2 separate regions of the Mus musculus genome follow, and region 1 is linked to region 2. A link is a contact called in public HiChIP or PLAC-seq data. All regions are on one chromosome and are shown on one strand. Each heading gives the region's core, a stretch centred on a gene start, on an enhancer-like site or on the middle of the called end of the contact. The rest is flanking DNA. Distances are from core to core; before and after follow the strand shown. Region 1 overlaps Slc30a7 (solute carrier family 30 (zinc transporter), member 7). Region 2 holds the start of S1pr1 (sphingosine-1-phosphate receptor 1).

Evidence for each region. HiChIP or PLAC-seq counts read pairs in DNA pulled down with a chosen protein or histone mark.
Region 1: a CTCF HiChIP or PLAC-seq map of the NIH/3T3 cell line shows a contact between it and region 2, with 11 read pairs. The contact joins the enhancer-like site here to the promoter of S1pr1 in region 2. A contact is called at or near these places in 9 of 39 promoter capture datasets (the 3T3-L1 cell line, the C10 cell line, the HPC-7 cell line and 5 more), 2 of 15 datasets of contacts at CTCF or cohesin (the NIH/3T3 cell line and large pre-B cells), 5 of 484 Hi-C or Micro-C datasets (CD4 single positive thymocytes, embryonic fibroblasts, myocytes and 1 more), 18 of 115 datasets of contacts at active chromatin or transcription factors (CD8 T cells, the NIH/3T3 cell line, cardiomyocytes and 15 more) and 2 of 9 other capture datasets (adipose tissue and liver).

The regions. Positions count from the first base shown.
Region 1 is chr3:115,948,259-115,951,348 of GRCm38.p6, forward strand. All of the region lies in intron 10 of Slc30a7 (solute carrier family 30 (zinc transporter), member 7), which reads right to left. Among named protein-coding and RNA genes, the nearest start is that of Mir669n, 30 kb to the right of the region's middle. Within about 2 kb of position 1,808, at least 45 of the 459 cell types and tissues checked have an H3K27ac peak or open chromatin away from gene starts, as enhancers often do. A contact at or near this core is called in the NIH/3T3 cell line, embryonic fibroblasts, neural progenitor cells and 1 more, where this site is marked.
Region 2 is chr3:115,713,572-115,716,632 of GRCm38.p6, forward strand. It overlaps S1pr1 (sphingosine-1-phosphate receptor 1), which reads right to left and starts at 1,484. Exons shown (of 2, transcript NM_007901.5): 1 at 1,138-1,484.

The DNA of each region.
Region 1 (3,090 bases), core at 558-3,057, 240 kb after region 2:
TTTACTGTTTTCCAAGCAATAGTCTCTCACCTAAGAATACAAAAGACAGGGAAGAAGACATTTTAGGAAACTGCCTTGTTTTCAGAGTTCATATTCTATCAGGGGCCGGGAGAGGAAGAGGTAATGAAGAAGAGAATGTCGGATGGTGAGAGCATAGAGGAAACACAGGCAGACTGCTTAAGAGGAGGTAGATTTCTCAGACACCCCAGCCTTCTCCTCTGTCACTCTTATCCAAACACCTGCACACTGTCAAGTCAGCGTATGAGCGCTATACTCTGGAAGCACCTACACTGTACACTGTCCCTTCACATCATAAAGATTACTGATTCAATGTGATCATTATTTATGTTCTTCTACTATAATGTAATCTCTCCAAGAGAAATATATCTGTCTTCTTTTACATTCCAGACGCCCAGAACCTTCAGTAATATCTGACACACAGCACATGGTCAATAGATATTACTGAATGAACTAAAATCCTAATAATTTCTTTCTTTCAACCAAAAACTACTTTTAACTAGAAATAAGAGGGGGAGAGGAAAAAAAAACCAAACAAGATTGCTCTTGCCAATACTTTACAAGGAGAGACGCTCAGTGGCGGACAAGAGGTTTCAATATGACCGTATAATAGCAGTTGTTGGGCTCCTCAAAACACCCATTTCTATTATGGATTATTTTTTTCTGGAACTCAGGGGGCAGGGTTCTGTGCAATACTGATGGATGTACGAGATAGTTTTAGGATTTAGCTAGCTTTAGGACAGGAGACAGCCTAGGTTGTCAGGACAAAAAAAACCAAAACAAACAAACAAAAACCCAAAAAACAAAAAACAAACCAGCCTTTTGCCTCTCCCCCAATAGCCTTCCTACAACAAGCTACAACATTTGTTACTTAACTTACAGAAACCTGAACTGGTTACTACTTTGGCTGACAGACTCTGGAGAAGAACATAGCATTTATTTATAGATATTTATTGTATCTTTTCCTATACATTAAAACCAAAGCTGAGGTTTCCTCACTGTGAAGCAGTGTTGATTAACTCAGCCCTATCAGTTTGCAGGAGTTTTGTTTGTATTATCTAATATTTAACAAGAGTAGGCACTGTTGTCGAGATCCTGTGTGACTGTATGAGAAAAAAATTCACACACTACAAAGGCTGTTACTATAAATTATTCTGATTTATTACCTGTATATGATTTGATTAACTCAGTCCAGATGGCCCTGAAATGACTGAGGAATTAACTATTCTGAAAAATTCTTATCCATGTAATCTTAATGGAAAATAAAAAATATTCCACAAACATATTGTACAATATCTTTTCTTTTTAAACAAAATTGCTAATGCAAGTTAAATGGACAAACAGTTGGGCTCCTTTTATTGCCTGCCATTTTCCTTACCCCAGTGCTAACATAATGTGGGGAACACAGTAATAAGGAATGAGTAGCCCAAGGCGATGAGAAGGAAAGAGAGAAACAAAGGGGCTAGATAAATTATCTTTGCATAATCATGAGTTAATTACTCAAACTGGTATCAGTCCCTCCTGGGGATAGCAGCTTTCCGCCAAAGCTCCATCCAACAGCAAAGATAAAGAAGCCATGTGAGAAGTCATTTGCTATATCCACCTGTCCCAGTAGAGATGGGCAGCTTGGTTCTCCAAATCCTAGTGTTCATTTCAATTTCCTTCAAAGTAAAGAGAAAGCCAAATTTCCAAGAAATCTTCTGGCAAGCAACCTAGTCCCTGATACAAAGAATCTAGAGTTGAGTCACAGGCAAGCATGGCAGCTATCCCAGAAGTCTACCGCGTCAGTAGTCCACAGCTTCTTGAACGGGAAAGGTAATTAGTTATTTAAACCCTTCTAAGTTCACTGGCCCTGCCTCCACCCCAAAATTAGCCTGGTACTGCAGGCTTGGGCTATCACCACGCAATACTCATTGTTGTGTAAAGAAGTTACAGTTAGAAAACAGTCAGGAACATGACTATAGAAATTGTTGTTTTACTTGTATTTTCTATGGGCCAAAGCCATACATGTTTTTGTTTGACATTTTTTGATGGAACGTGTTAATCTTTATCACTTTAGAATGCAAAGGAGGGGCTAGAGAGATGGCCCAGAGATCATGAGCACCAGAGGAGTCATGTTCAATTAGCATCCACATGGCAGCTCACAACTATCTGTAACTCCAGTTCCAGAGGCCTTCTTGTGGCCTCTGCTGACACCAGGCACACATATGGTGCACAGACATACATGCAGGCAAAACACCCACACACACAAACATTTTTTAAAATGTTGAATGAAGTCATGTAAAACCATCTTACTTTTCCATGAAAGAGACTACAGAATTAATGAAATGTAACTAACCATGACTGAATTATAAGTCAAGAATAACAATATACCAGGTTATCATGGCGCCCCTGTTATCTCAGTGCTCCAGAAGCAGAAGCAGAAGCAGAAGCAGGGGCAGGAGGATTGCAGCTTTGAAGCTGCCCTAGCTACAGAACAACTTCAAGGCTAGCCTGGGCTACCTAGTGAGACAGTGGGAAAAACCAAGAACTGAGGATACAGTTCAGTGTTTACTTAGCATCCCCAGACCACCACCATCAAAAACAAAAAATAATAATAATAAAAGGAAAGAAAACAGATCTGGTTTCTTTCTTAGAACCCACCCTGTGGTAACTGATCCATTAATTCCTGTCGCAGTACCTGTCACTGTCAGGAGGCACCAGCATTGCTGCTGCTGCTGCTGCAAGCCCTGTCACCACCACCAAGGAGTCAACGAGCACTGGCACTCTACAGTGTAATGTGCAACACAAACCTAGGGGTGCAGAAGACCCAGGGCTGTCAATCAGCCTCCTGAACGTTAGGTACATACGACAAAGTAAAATAAGAGAAAGATGGCCAAGAAAGTGTCTGCCGAGCAGGCAAGCAACATCAATACTCAGTGAACACTAAAGCCCATTACAAAAAGGTTAAAAACAAGTTGGCAAGGGTAGAAAACCAGAAACGAAGTCAGAGAAGGGGAGATGACCCTTTCTTCTGTGTGTATCCTTCAAGCAGACAACACAGGCCTGAATGAGCCACTGGTCAGTCAGAGG
Region 2 (3,061 bases), core at 234-2,733:
ACACACACACACCTCGAAGAGACCAGCCCACCTTCTCATTACCATGCCAAAAAAAAAGTAGCTTTGTAGGAGGTCATTTGACAAGTAAGCCGTTTTCTGGGCTCTATTAATAACTCCCTAGGAGCAGGTGTGCTGAGGGTCCGATGGTCAGAGGGTAAAGCGAGGTGTGGTGTGGGCCGCCAGGCCTTGAAGTAAACAGGAAAGCTTGGCGCCTCCGTGAAGCAACTGCCTATTCTTCTTTTTAAAACTTCTGTCTTTACTCCTCCGCCTCACCCAACCGCCCCACAAGTTCATTTATTACGTTTAAAGGTATTCACGGAGAACCCCTCCTAAGAGATTGCAGCAAATCCTAGACGTTTCTCCATGAACTGATTGCTTAAGAAAGTTTTAACTTTAGCCAACGCTTACTTGCACACACACACACACGAAAGTCACCCTGCTAGCGATAACGAAGCACGCCACTTTGTTTTAACTTCAGGTACATTAATTTCCAGAAACACATACTGCTAAGTTTGCATGGGCACTTTTAACTTCCTCCGCTCCCCACACCCCCAACATTGCCTCCTCTCAACAGAACTAGCAATCCCTAAAGGGCACACAGCACTACTTAAGTTGGACACACAGCACTAAATAAGTACTCTAAAGTCTGCACAGTAATTGATCAACTCTATAACAAATGAGGGGGGAGGGGACCCTAGAGACATTGTAGTCATTTCTGTGACAAAAGCTTACGAAACTCAACATTTCTCCACTCTTATCGCTACAGTCCATTCTCAGGCAATGGAAATTATTGGCGTGGTGCCTGATAATTTTGTCTACAGGATTTCAAAAAAAAAAAAATAATAATAATAAGCGTCTTCCCTTTTCTCCGTTCTAATGAATCACAGCTTCTCTAGCATGCCCTCCCCCAGTCGTTTCTATAATTTGGAAATTAATCTTTTTTTTTTTCTAACTTCATAAACTCCGTGCCCCAAGAAGAAGTCAGTCAAGAAGGACTCCATAGCATCTTGGTGATGCCCGGGTTCGTTTTGCTTTGTTTTTTCTCAAAGTTTTTGTTTGTTTCGTTTGTGTTTAAAGGTTCGTTCTTGACACCTGGACGCCCCATAGCCGGAGCCTGCGAGGCTCACAACCCCCTACCTCGCTCAAGCCGGACGAAGCTGCGTCCGCAGGACTCTGGGTCTACACCGCGCGATCCGCATCTTGCTGCTGTCGGCGACTGACGGCGACCAGCTCACTCGCAAAGTTCCCTGAGCTGGGGTCCCCTCCCTCCTCAGCGGTGCACTCCAATGGCCAGCCCTGCCTGCGCTGCCCGCACCACTTTTGCAAGACGAAGTCTCTGAGCGCCCCGCCGAGGCTGGGTGGCTCCTCTAGGAAGGGACTGGGAGGGGTTAATGCTTTTAACTCCTCCGCCCTCTGCCAGCGGCAGGGGGCCCCTCAGGGTCTGGGCTGCTAAGAAGCAGCCTCCCAGAAAGATCTGGGGCAGAGTGACTAAAATAAAACCAAATGAATAGGAGCCCCTCCGCCCCAACCAGCAGAGAGAAGGGAAGAGAAGGGGCGGAGCCTGGCAGCTCCTAAATTCTAATTCACACAGCTTCCCGCAGTCCCCAGCGCGGGACGGACTCTGAAACTAGGCATGGGGATCCCTGGGAAAACTTTTCTTCGTTAAAAATCTTAGAGGACAGAGGACAAGCCTGCACTTGGTAGAGGAGCTTTCTGGTCCCAGACCCCACAGCCCTGAGGATCCGTGTAGCCCGAGTGGTCCGGTGCCCTGGGGGCCACTTCCACGCGGTCAGGGGAAACCCGAGCCACTGCCCGGAGAGCCGCAGCCACGCCGCAGAGAGGGGATCCTGAGAAGGTCGGAGGAGAGCAGCCCCGAAGTACTGAAAAGCTTCTGTCCTCCACCTCCTCTTCCTCCACCCCCTCCACTCCGATCCTGGTGAAGCCTTGAAACTTGCGGTCTGGTGGGCAGAAAGTGGCTTTCCCCGGGTGCACGGTGAAGTGGGCCAGTGCTGTGCTTGATGTTGGACCGGGGGTTCCCCTCTCTCAGCTGACCGCAAAGCCAGGCGGTGTGCCCCAGATTCTGGGAAGCTCAGAGGCCTTTGAGGAGGTGGGCTGCTGCCCTGGCCTCAGAGATTTAAACAATCCAGCAGCAGTTCAGGAATGTCCACAGGGGAAAGAGGTTGCCTGTCCTTTCACTGGCCAGTGCCTACAGCCCCCTGCCTAAAGCTGGACCCCTCTTCTCTCCCTGTCTACGTAGAGATAACTAAGAGATCCCCAAATCTAAGGAATTGCACCTTGTCCACATTTTTCTACTGTTAGATAATGCTAGATTGAGGCTGAAGAGGCCTTGGTCAGATTTGTCTGAGTAGCAGATGGAGGCCTTTATGCCTTGTCTGTCTGTCCTTCTGTTAAAAAGTGGTTCCACCCAAGTCCCCTGTTCTCACTGCCTTCCCACCCTGAGCAGATGTGATCACAAAACTTCCTCTGCTGTGCAGTTTCAATTAACAGACACACCCTGTACCTGAATGACTCAAGAGAGACAGAAGAAACAAACAACAGACCCCTACCTTCTGGGATTTTATGAGCTTGCAAAAAAAAAAAAAAAGTAGCTGTTAATTCATATTTGCCTAGAAGCACTCATTGACAGTTTCCTACCTTACCTACCCACAAACTACAGATCTTGCAAAACAATATGGAAACCAAGATAACAGCCGTCCAGTCTCCTCCAGAAAAGACAGAGTTTGAGACTGGTTTCATTTGAAAGAGGAGATAACTTCTGTCTATCGCAGTGCTGCAGAGGCAAGGAGTTAGCTTCCCCTTCTCCCACTAACAATTTATGAGGTCTTTAAAGGGGAACTGTGCACTTTGTTGTCCCAAGATGTGATGGCCACTGTCCCATGAAGCAATGGAGTAGCATGGGCCGTTCTACCCATGAGCAATCCCTCAGCCCTGAGAGACCTGTAGATTGTCCAGGTAGTATGTGGCAGAGATGGGTCACCAAATTTAAGTTGTCTTGCCTGTCTGCTCAAATGCTGTCAATCAGCTTAGAACTTCACATTCC